Linked DNA regions of Sus scrofa: region 2 is linked to region 1. A link is a contact called in public HiChIP or PLAC-seq data. All regions are on one chromosome and are shown on one strand. The core of a region is the stretch at or near the end of the contact, and the rest is flanking DNA. Distances in the headings are between cores, read along the strand shown. Region 1 overlaps RUNX1 (runt related transcription factor 1). Region 2 has its middle 240 kb from the start of RUNX1.

Region 1 (4,168 bases), core at 952-3,451:
TTGATTTATTTAAAACGGAATCCCTTGGCTTGTTCCAATGTCCATGTTGGCCTGAGGGTGTCCTTCACGCCGTGACACACTGCGGGGGGGGAGGGGGGCAAGCACAACATGGTAGGTAAGAGTTTCTAAAAGGAGGAGGAGGAAAAAGAGGAAGATGTGATACAGAGTAAGTGCTTTTGGTGAGAGGGTCCAGCACCCCAAAGAGCAAGTGTGAATCTTACAGAGAAGTGTCCTCTGTACTTTCTGACGACAATGAGAGATGCTCATCTCCATCTCTTGAAGGATGGCAGGGCTGGAGCCAAGGAGCCACAGTGAGCCCCCCTGACTCATCAGAACAGCTTACCACCTTCTGCCCCTCCCTCTGGGGACGTGCAGGACATCAAACAGAACAACATCTATTTTTCTTTTTTTTTTTTTTTTTGCCTTTTTTTAGGGCTGTGCAAGGTGAGCATGGCACCCATCAGAGGGCAGCGTCTGGACCCCATCCACCTTGCAGGGGGCTCTGTCTGGGGCCAGATTCCAGTGGGAAAGGGGGAGCTGCACTGTCACATCCAGGGCTAGTGATGGAGAGAACGGTGACTATTAACCCTTCTGCCTTGGCATGTCACTTTCATTATGTGGTTCTTAACTTCAGCAAGGCAGTTCCCTTCTTCTTAGTTCCCAGAAGCCTTCTTAGTTCCCAAGCCGCGTCTGCAACCTGTACCACAGCTCACAGCAACGCCGGATCCTTAACCCACTAAGTGAGGCCAGGGATGAAACCCACATCCTCATGGATCCTAGTCGGGTTCGCCACCATTGAGCCACAAAGGGAACTCCTATTTTTCTTTCTTTTTTTGTGTGTAATGTAGTACCTCAAAGAGCTCAGAATTCTCTGCATTTGGGGCAGCATGTGAGCTGTATTAAGAAGTTGTCAGAGTTCCCACTGTGGCTCAGCAGGTTAGGAACCTTACTAGTATCCATGAGGATTTGGGTACGATCCCTGGCCTCACTCAGCGGGTTAAGGATCCGGTATGTCCGTGAGCTGTGGTGTAAGTTGAAGACGCAGCTCAGATCTAGCATTGCTGTGGCTGTGGTGTAGGCAGGCAGCTACAGCTCTGAATCAGCCCCTAGCCTGAGAACTTCCATATGCCTTGGGTTCAGCCCTACAAAAAAAAAAAAAAAAAAAAAAAAAGTTGCCTCTGTGCCCAGAGAAGAGGGCAGTGCCACTCTCACCTGTCCCTTATCTCTTCTTTCCTAGTTGATTTTCACAATTGCAGGGTTGGGTTTGACGTGAGACATGCAAAAAAAATGAGAAGGGAGGGGCGATGTTATAAACCCATTTGATGTAATCCAAATGGATTCCATCAGCTTGCTGCATCACGGAGATGAACTTAACATGAGCGAGCATCATTCCTCTGGCAGGGCTGGAGCTCAGTTCCAGAGAGCGTCCGTGTCAAATGAGAGGAGAGCAAGAGTCTTATTAAGGCCCTGGCTGACATCTCACCCCAAAAAGAGAACATAGAAGTTGGCCTGGTGTGCTGTCCACACAGGGAGTCCTGTGAATAGGGCCCCAATGTCAGGCCCAGTCTCAGTGGCCTTTTGCACCATCCAACACAGGCTGGCCATGAGCATTTTTTGCACTGCACCAGGATTGAGGTTTAATTTGTGCAGAAACAACAGGCATAAACTAGTTGTGTAGCTTATCTGTTGCACAATAGCTTAAACAGAGCCAAATTATACTCCTGTCCTCCCAGCAGGCGTGCCCACTAGCGCTGACACACACACACACACACACACACACACACACACAGACCTCGAGAAGATCTATTATAGCAGAAAGATCGATGACTCTGTTCCTCTTTCTTTAGAATTATAAGATAAGCCCTTTACTTGTCCTGAATCTTCGGTCACATTCAATGTATATGCAAAAGTTCAAAGGCTGACTCTGACAAAGGGCGTTTGGAGAAGTACGATAAAATGTGTCTGATAAAACACACACAAAAGACTTTAGCAATAAAGACTTATAAACTGGGAAAGCAGGACTTGGGCAGCGGGTTTGAAACAGTATTATCTACAGCTTCAGCACTGAAAGATAGTGGCCCGGAGCAGGAGGCTTTATCTGGCCTCCACAAGAAGAGAGATTGTACCGCCCCCGAACCACCCTGTCTGCAAAGCCCAGGAAACACCTTGCAGAGGGACTGATGCAACCATCACCACCCTGGCCAGCCCTTGGTGACAGTTAAGAAGTGTCACAACACAGCATTGAGCAACCACCTCATGCATCATCTCGGCCTGGCCTGTGTTTTACGCGACACTTTCCCACTGGAGAGACAAAATGGGACGTTTAGGCTGACATTTTTTTGGTTCTTCCCTTGCTTTCAGTTTAGATCGTCAAAGAGAGGCAAGGGGCATTTTCCCTTCTGCTTTTCCCATACAGTTTGAAACATCCTTTCCCAACTGACGTTTCAGGTAGAGGATTAGTCACAGTCGTTCTTTGCATCTTATTGCATTAATTTCTCGAGAGTTTCAAGGGGTTCTCCGTACCTCTCCTGGGAGATTCATGACTCAGTCCCCGCAGTTTCTTCAAAGCTGGAGTTTAATTTATGTGATTGCAATTGGAAAGCCACTTTGAAAGGGGAGAAATCAACTTAGTTTTTCGTGAGTTCTAAATTTTCTGTAAATAAAATTTCACAAGTCTATCCCTCTTAAAAAAAAAAAAAAAAAGTAGCAACACAGCTGTTGATAGAGTAGCAGGTTTGGGTGCATGGCAGTAATGCACAGGTCAGGGGTTCCCCAGATCAGCTGCTATTGAGGGACCTGGGGAAAAAAACACTCATTTTTTTTTTTTGGAACTTCCCTTTCCCTCTATAAATGCACAGATTATACAAAGTGTCTGCTTAGACACTTCTTACTTCCCAAAATAATCGGATGTCATTCCACAGAAGGGTGGCCCTCAAAATAGTTCCACTCTTGGAGTTCCTGTTGTGGCACAGCAGAAATAAATCCAACTAGGAACCATGAGGTTGCAGGTTAAATCCCTGGCCCTGCTCAGTAGGTTAAAGATCTGGCATTGCCGTGAGCTCTGGTCTAGGTTGCAGACCCATCTCAGATCCTGCATTGCTGTGACTGTGGTGTAAGCCAGCAGCTGTAGCTCTGATTTGACCTCTAGCCCGGGAACCTCCATATGCTGAGGGCGTGGCCCTAAAAAAGAAAAGAAAAAAAAAAGTTCCACTCTGATTTGTTTTATAATAATCCTTCACCACTGATAGCTGTGCCTGGCTTTTCCAAGTGCTTCAGCGGCAATGGTTGAGTGTGGTCTTGTCTCTGTACGACTGGATCACTTTGTTGTACCGCAGAAATTTATCATAGCCTTGTAAATTAACTATACTTCAACAAAATTTTTAAAAATACAAAAAATAAAGACTTTAAAGATGTGAAAAAAAAATAATGTGGTCTTCTGAATAACCTGCTGACAACATCAGGGCTCTAGGCTTGGCCAGTGAGGAGATGGAGGTGCAGAAGTTAGAGGACCTTCAGAGAGTCGCAGAGGCTCGCATGCCGAGTCACCCTCACAAAGTAAGAAAAAGGGAAATTTTAGTCCAGAGGCTTCCAAACGCTTTTGAATTGCAAGGAACAGTAGAAAGCAAGTTCCATGCATGACTCAGGAGATGGCTCTGTCAATCAAAAAAGGGCTTCAGGAAGCAGTAGTTGTTCTTCCTACTTGTAAAGCACTCTGTTTTTCATTTTTTTTCCTTCTATTTCGTTTTCTTTCTTGTATTTGTATAATAATAATAATTGTAATAATGTCCTTGTTGTTGCATTTGAAACCAACGAATGGGTCACAAGCTGATTTTGAAGTCACTGTTCAGAAACTTTTCCCATGGCAGTGCCCTACTCTTTTCTAAATCAGAATTCGAGATGCACTTCTCTGGGTTTCTGATGCTGCGTGTCATTCTCCTATGACGCTCTTCTCACTTGGTCAAGAGCCCCCTAAGGCTGTCACTAGGGGAAGCACTGTCCCTAGGGTCAAGCCTTCTGAGAAGGTACATGACCCTCCTGGCTGTGAATACACCATCCAGACCTAATAAATAATGAATACTAATGACAACACCGAGATACCTATTTGCCTTGTATTCCCAATAAAGTCAGAAGGAGAACGGGGCTGCTCCCTAAAAATGGCATACGCCTC
Region 2 (4,168 bases), core at 768-3,267, 390 kb before region 1:
TTTTCTAGCCCAGGTCTAGAGTAACAGTGGGAAGAATGCATAATTAGGTTTACAGACACAGGCATATTTTTCAAACATAATCTTTTTTGGCCTCAAATTTTTATAACTTCCAAAGCCAAGTTTAAACTATACATTATTGATACACTATAACTTAGGTAAATAAAGATCCTAGAATGAGATTATTTGAAGCATAAATGTATATATGTTGCTAGTTTAGACCTGGTTTGCAATAGAGCTAATAACTGGTTATACAATTGAATTTCCCTGAAATTGACTTTTCATTAAGTAAAATGAGAAAATGAAAATGTGGTTGCCTTAATGGATTAGACTAAAGAATTTATGTGAATGTTTCAGGGGAAGGTATAAGAATCCACTTTGGAAAAATATCTTCAGGCATCCAGGAGATCCATGGTTAATACTCACAAATCACTCGTGGATCCTTTGATCTGCTAGAACTACAGGTTCCAGATTTAGTTATACAAACATCTACAAGTTGCTATTTGCTATTATTCATTTCAAAGAAAAAGAATGATAAGAAAGCACTGTATATTAACAAGTTAAATTGAGGTTTTTCTCTCAGGTTTTAAATTGGTAAGTTTCAAAATTTTTCAAACTTGTATCTCAAAAGCTTTATTACATCATTTAATATTGCACTTAACTTAGCTTTCCCAATTTTTTTGTGTGTGTCTCTTGTTGGATGTTGGCCAATGCAATATCTGATTTGTATTCATGTCATAGAATCTGTTCCTATTATACTTTGAAATATTGATTTGCTCATCATTCCAAATTTAAAATCTGTAATAAACCAGTTTGTCTCTGGTACTTAAACATGGCCTGGGATATTTACTAAAGATAAAAATAAGGTCCTGTCGTTAAGTGAAATTTAGTAATAGATTCAGGTTTTTGGGACTCAAAGCTTAAATTGCTAAAAGGCATCATTATTATTTCGTAGTCTGGGTGGGAGAAGAGTCTTGCCGACATCAGAATGGTCCCAAGCATGGAGGATTCCATCCTTTAAGGCACATTTAAAAGTTTGTGTTCAAGTTCATTTAGTCTTGGCAAAAGTCAACTTCCTGTTTTTAAGGAAAATGAAATTGACTCAAATTGTATGAATATCAAGTAAATTGCCAATGAAGCAGTGTTTAGCTAAGTAAAACAAAAATGAATCACAAGTGTATGAATTTTTGTATGATAAATGAAAATAAAAATCTAAGGGAAGAAACGTCTTGTAAAAAGCTTTTGGGATTTAATCAAATATTTGGAGATTAGTTTGATGGAGATAATTATTCATCTATCCTTTGCTATTATTCTTATTTTGGGTATAATCAGATTTTGGTTTCTTTGGTCTTCAAATTAATGATATCCCTTGGTTTCAAATGTATAAGAGCTGTATTATAGGGTAGATACTTAAACAAAAACAGACTCCATAAAAAGTAACCATTATTCACATTTTCAACACAAACTCCATGTGTAGAGTATGAAAAGATTTGGCCACAGTTAAATATGTTCACATCGCTGTGTTTCTTTCCACCCAGAAGGGGAATTACATTAAATATACAAGACATAATATTTATGTTGGCATGATTCGATCTATTTACCCATTTAAAGTAAAGACTATTAACACAGGCATACTGCAGGACTGAAAGCATGATCGGTACTTCCTTCCTCCATTAATTCATCTATTCAATTGATCCACAAAAATATATGAAGCATTTGCTACGTTCCCCACCCTGCTTCACAAAAGCATACTCTCATATTTTCAAAGACATCAGTTATTCCCATGTCTTCTTTGTGAGTTTGGGGGCAGATTAAAAATGCCCAGAAATTCTTGAACCTCCCCTCTGGGGGAGTGTTATGCCCCCGACCCTCTATCTGGGGGGCTCTGTGATTTGTTTGGCCAAGAGAGTATGGGAAAGTGACATGGTGTCCTTCTAATGCAAGGTTAGGTTACAAAAGTCTTGCAGCTTCTGCCTTGGTCCTTTGGAAAACTTGCCCTCAGAACTGAGTCACTGTGTAGAAGTCCCAGTATACAGAGACTGGGGCTGCTGTGCATGATTGGAGGAACCCAACTCACAGTCCAGGAGAGGTTCTAGAAGATGAGATGTCACATGGAGAGAGAGAGAGAGCGAGCGAGAGAGAGAAGCACCAGGGAGCCAGATGTATGAGGGCAGAGGATATCTGGAAGTGGTTTCTCTAGCCCCAGTCATGCCACAGCTGAAGCCACATAGAGAATAGAGATGGGTCATCCAGTCAAGACCTCCCCAAACTGTGAAGAAAACAAAATCATTGGTTTAAGTTGACAAACTATGGGGTAGTTTGTTACACAGCAAATATGACTGGAGCAAGGCTATTATAGTAGATTACTAAGGTAATAAGGACTTGCTAGTGGAAAAGAAAACCTTTTCCTTGGGAATTTAAAAAAAAATCGGGAAGAGCTGTAGTATATTTGTCTTCTGAATGCAAATTGTTTAAAGCTTTTATACCATAAGGTCATCCTCCAAAATCATGGATCTAAAATTTTGATTATTGATAAAGCTAGACTCACCCCCTTGTTTCTTTTCTAAAAACTTAATCCACACTTATTAGATTCCAGATATTGGGATTCAAGAGTGAAAAAAAATATCACAGTCCCTGCCTTCAAGGACTTAAAAAAAATGCTCTAAATTGTTCTCCTTTGCTATAAGACTGGTTTTTGGTAAGGAGCAACATCTAACACCTTGAGGAAGTTCTTAAGAATGGGAGATTAATTCCACTGATGATTACAATTTCAAGAGTGATAGTCAGTTGCCCTTTTTCCGTGATAGTAAAATGGACACGTATAGTACAAGAGAAAAGGTGGTATAGATTATATTCTACTGCTCACAGCTTTTGACACGGTCTCAGATGTCTATGACAAGTAGTTGTGTTGAAACATTCAAAAGAAAATCTTAGCATAAAAGGTCACCCACTGTTACTTGAATCTTGGGGGTCACAACGCAGTGACTGGATGAAGTTGTTGCAATTGATTTTCCAAAGCAATCTGTTCTTTTTTAAACTTTTATATTGCATTTTATTTCTCATAACATCTATATTCATTTGAAAAATATTTCTTTGCATATTCTCAAACATATTTATTTAGTTCAAGGCTTCATTGATATATGACTTCCCAACTGTTAGGAAGATCTCTACAGCCCCGAGAGGATCAGAAGACCCCGTGATTTTTATTTCTTCACATTTTTTAGTTTTTTTTCAGTTGAATTATTTTTTATTAAAGTATAGTTGATTTACAACATTGTGCCAATTTCTGCTGTACAGCAAAGTGACCCAGTCATACATATATACACATTCTTTTCCTCACACTATTTTCCATCATGTTCTATTCCAAGAGACTTGATATAGTTCCCTGTGCTGTACAGCAGGACCTCATTGCTTATCCATTCTAAATGTAATAGTTTGCATCTACCAACCCAAACTCCCAGTCCATCCCAATCCCTCCCTCTGCCCCCCTCCCCCAGCAACCACAAATCTGTTCTCTCTGTCGGTGAGTCTGATTCTGTTCTGTAGATAGATTCATTTGTGCCATATTTTAAATTCCACACATAAGTGATATCACATGGTATATATATATTTTTAATTTTACTGAAGTAGGTAATATGTTCTTTTTATTTTCCCACTGTACAGCAAGGGGATCAAGTTATCCTTACATGTATACATTACATTTTTTCCCCCACCTTTTGTTCTGTTGCAACATGAGTATCTAGACGTAGTTCTCAATGCTACTCAGCAGGATCTCCTTGTAAATCTATTCTAAGCTGTGTCTGATAACCCCAAGCTCCTGATCCCTCCCACTCCCTCCCTCTCCCATCAGGCAGCCACAAGTCTATTTTCCAAGTCCATGATTTTCTTTTCTGTGGAGATGTTCATTTGTGCTGGATATTAGATTCCAGTTATAAGTGATATCATATGGTATTTGTCTTTGTCTTTCTGGCTCATTTCACTCAGTATGAGATTCTCTAGTTCCATCCATGTTGCTGCAAATGGCATTATGCCGTTCTTTTTTATGACTGAGTAGTATTCCATTGTGTATATAGACCACATCTTCTGAATCCAATCATCTGTTGATGGACATTTGGGTTGTTTCCATGTCCTGGCTATTGTGAATAGTGCTGCAATGAACATGCAGGTGCAT

The links. HiChIP or PLAC-seq counts read pairs in DNA pulled down with a chosen protein or histone mark.
Region 2: an H3K27ac HiChIP or PLAC-seq map of alveolar macrophages shows a contact between it and region 1. The contact joins two enhancer-like sites. A contact is called at or near these places in 1 of 47 Hi-C or Micro-C datasets (embryonic fibroblasts) and 1 of 2 datasets of contacts at active chromatin or transcription factors (alveolar macrophages).

What each region holds. Positions count from the first base shown.
Region 1 is chr13:198,486,979-198,491,146 of Sscrofa11.1, reverse strand. All of the region lies in intron 1 of RUNX1 (runt related transcription factor 1), which reads left to right. Among named protein-coding and RNA genes, the nearest start is that of RUNX1, 150 kb to the left of the region's middle. Within about 2 kb of position 2,201, at least 12 of the 83 cell types and tissues checked have an H3K27ac peak or open chromatin away from gene starts, as enhancers often do. A contact at or near this core is called in alveolar macrophages, where this site is marked.
Region 2 is chr13:198,877,035-198,881,202 of Sscrofa11.1, reverse strand. No RefSeq gene overlaps it. Among named protein-coding and RNA genes, the nearest start is that of RUNX1, 240 kb to the right of the region's middle. Within about 2 kb of position 2,017, at least 1 of the 83 cell types and tissues checked has an H3K27ac peak or open chromatin away from gene starts, as enhancers often do. A contact at or near this core is called in alveolar macrophages, where this site is marked.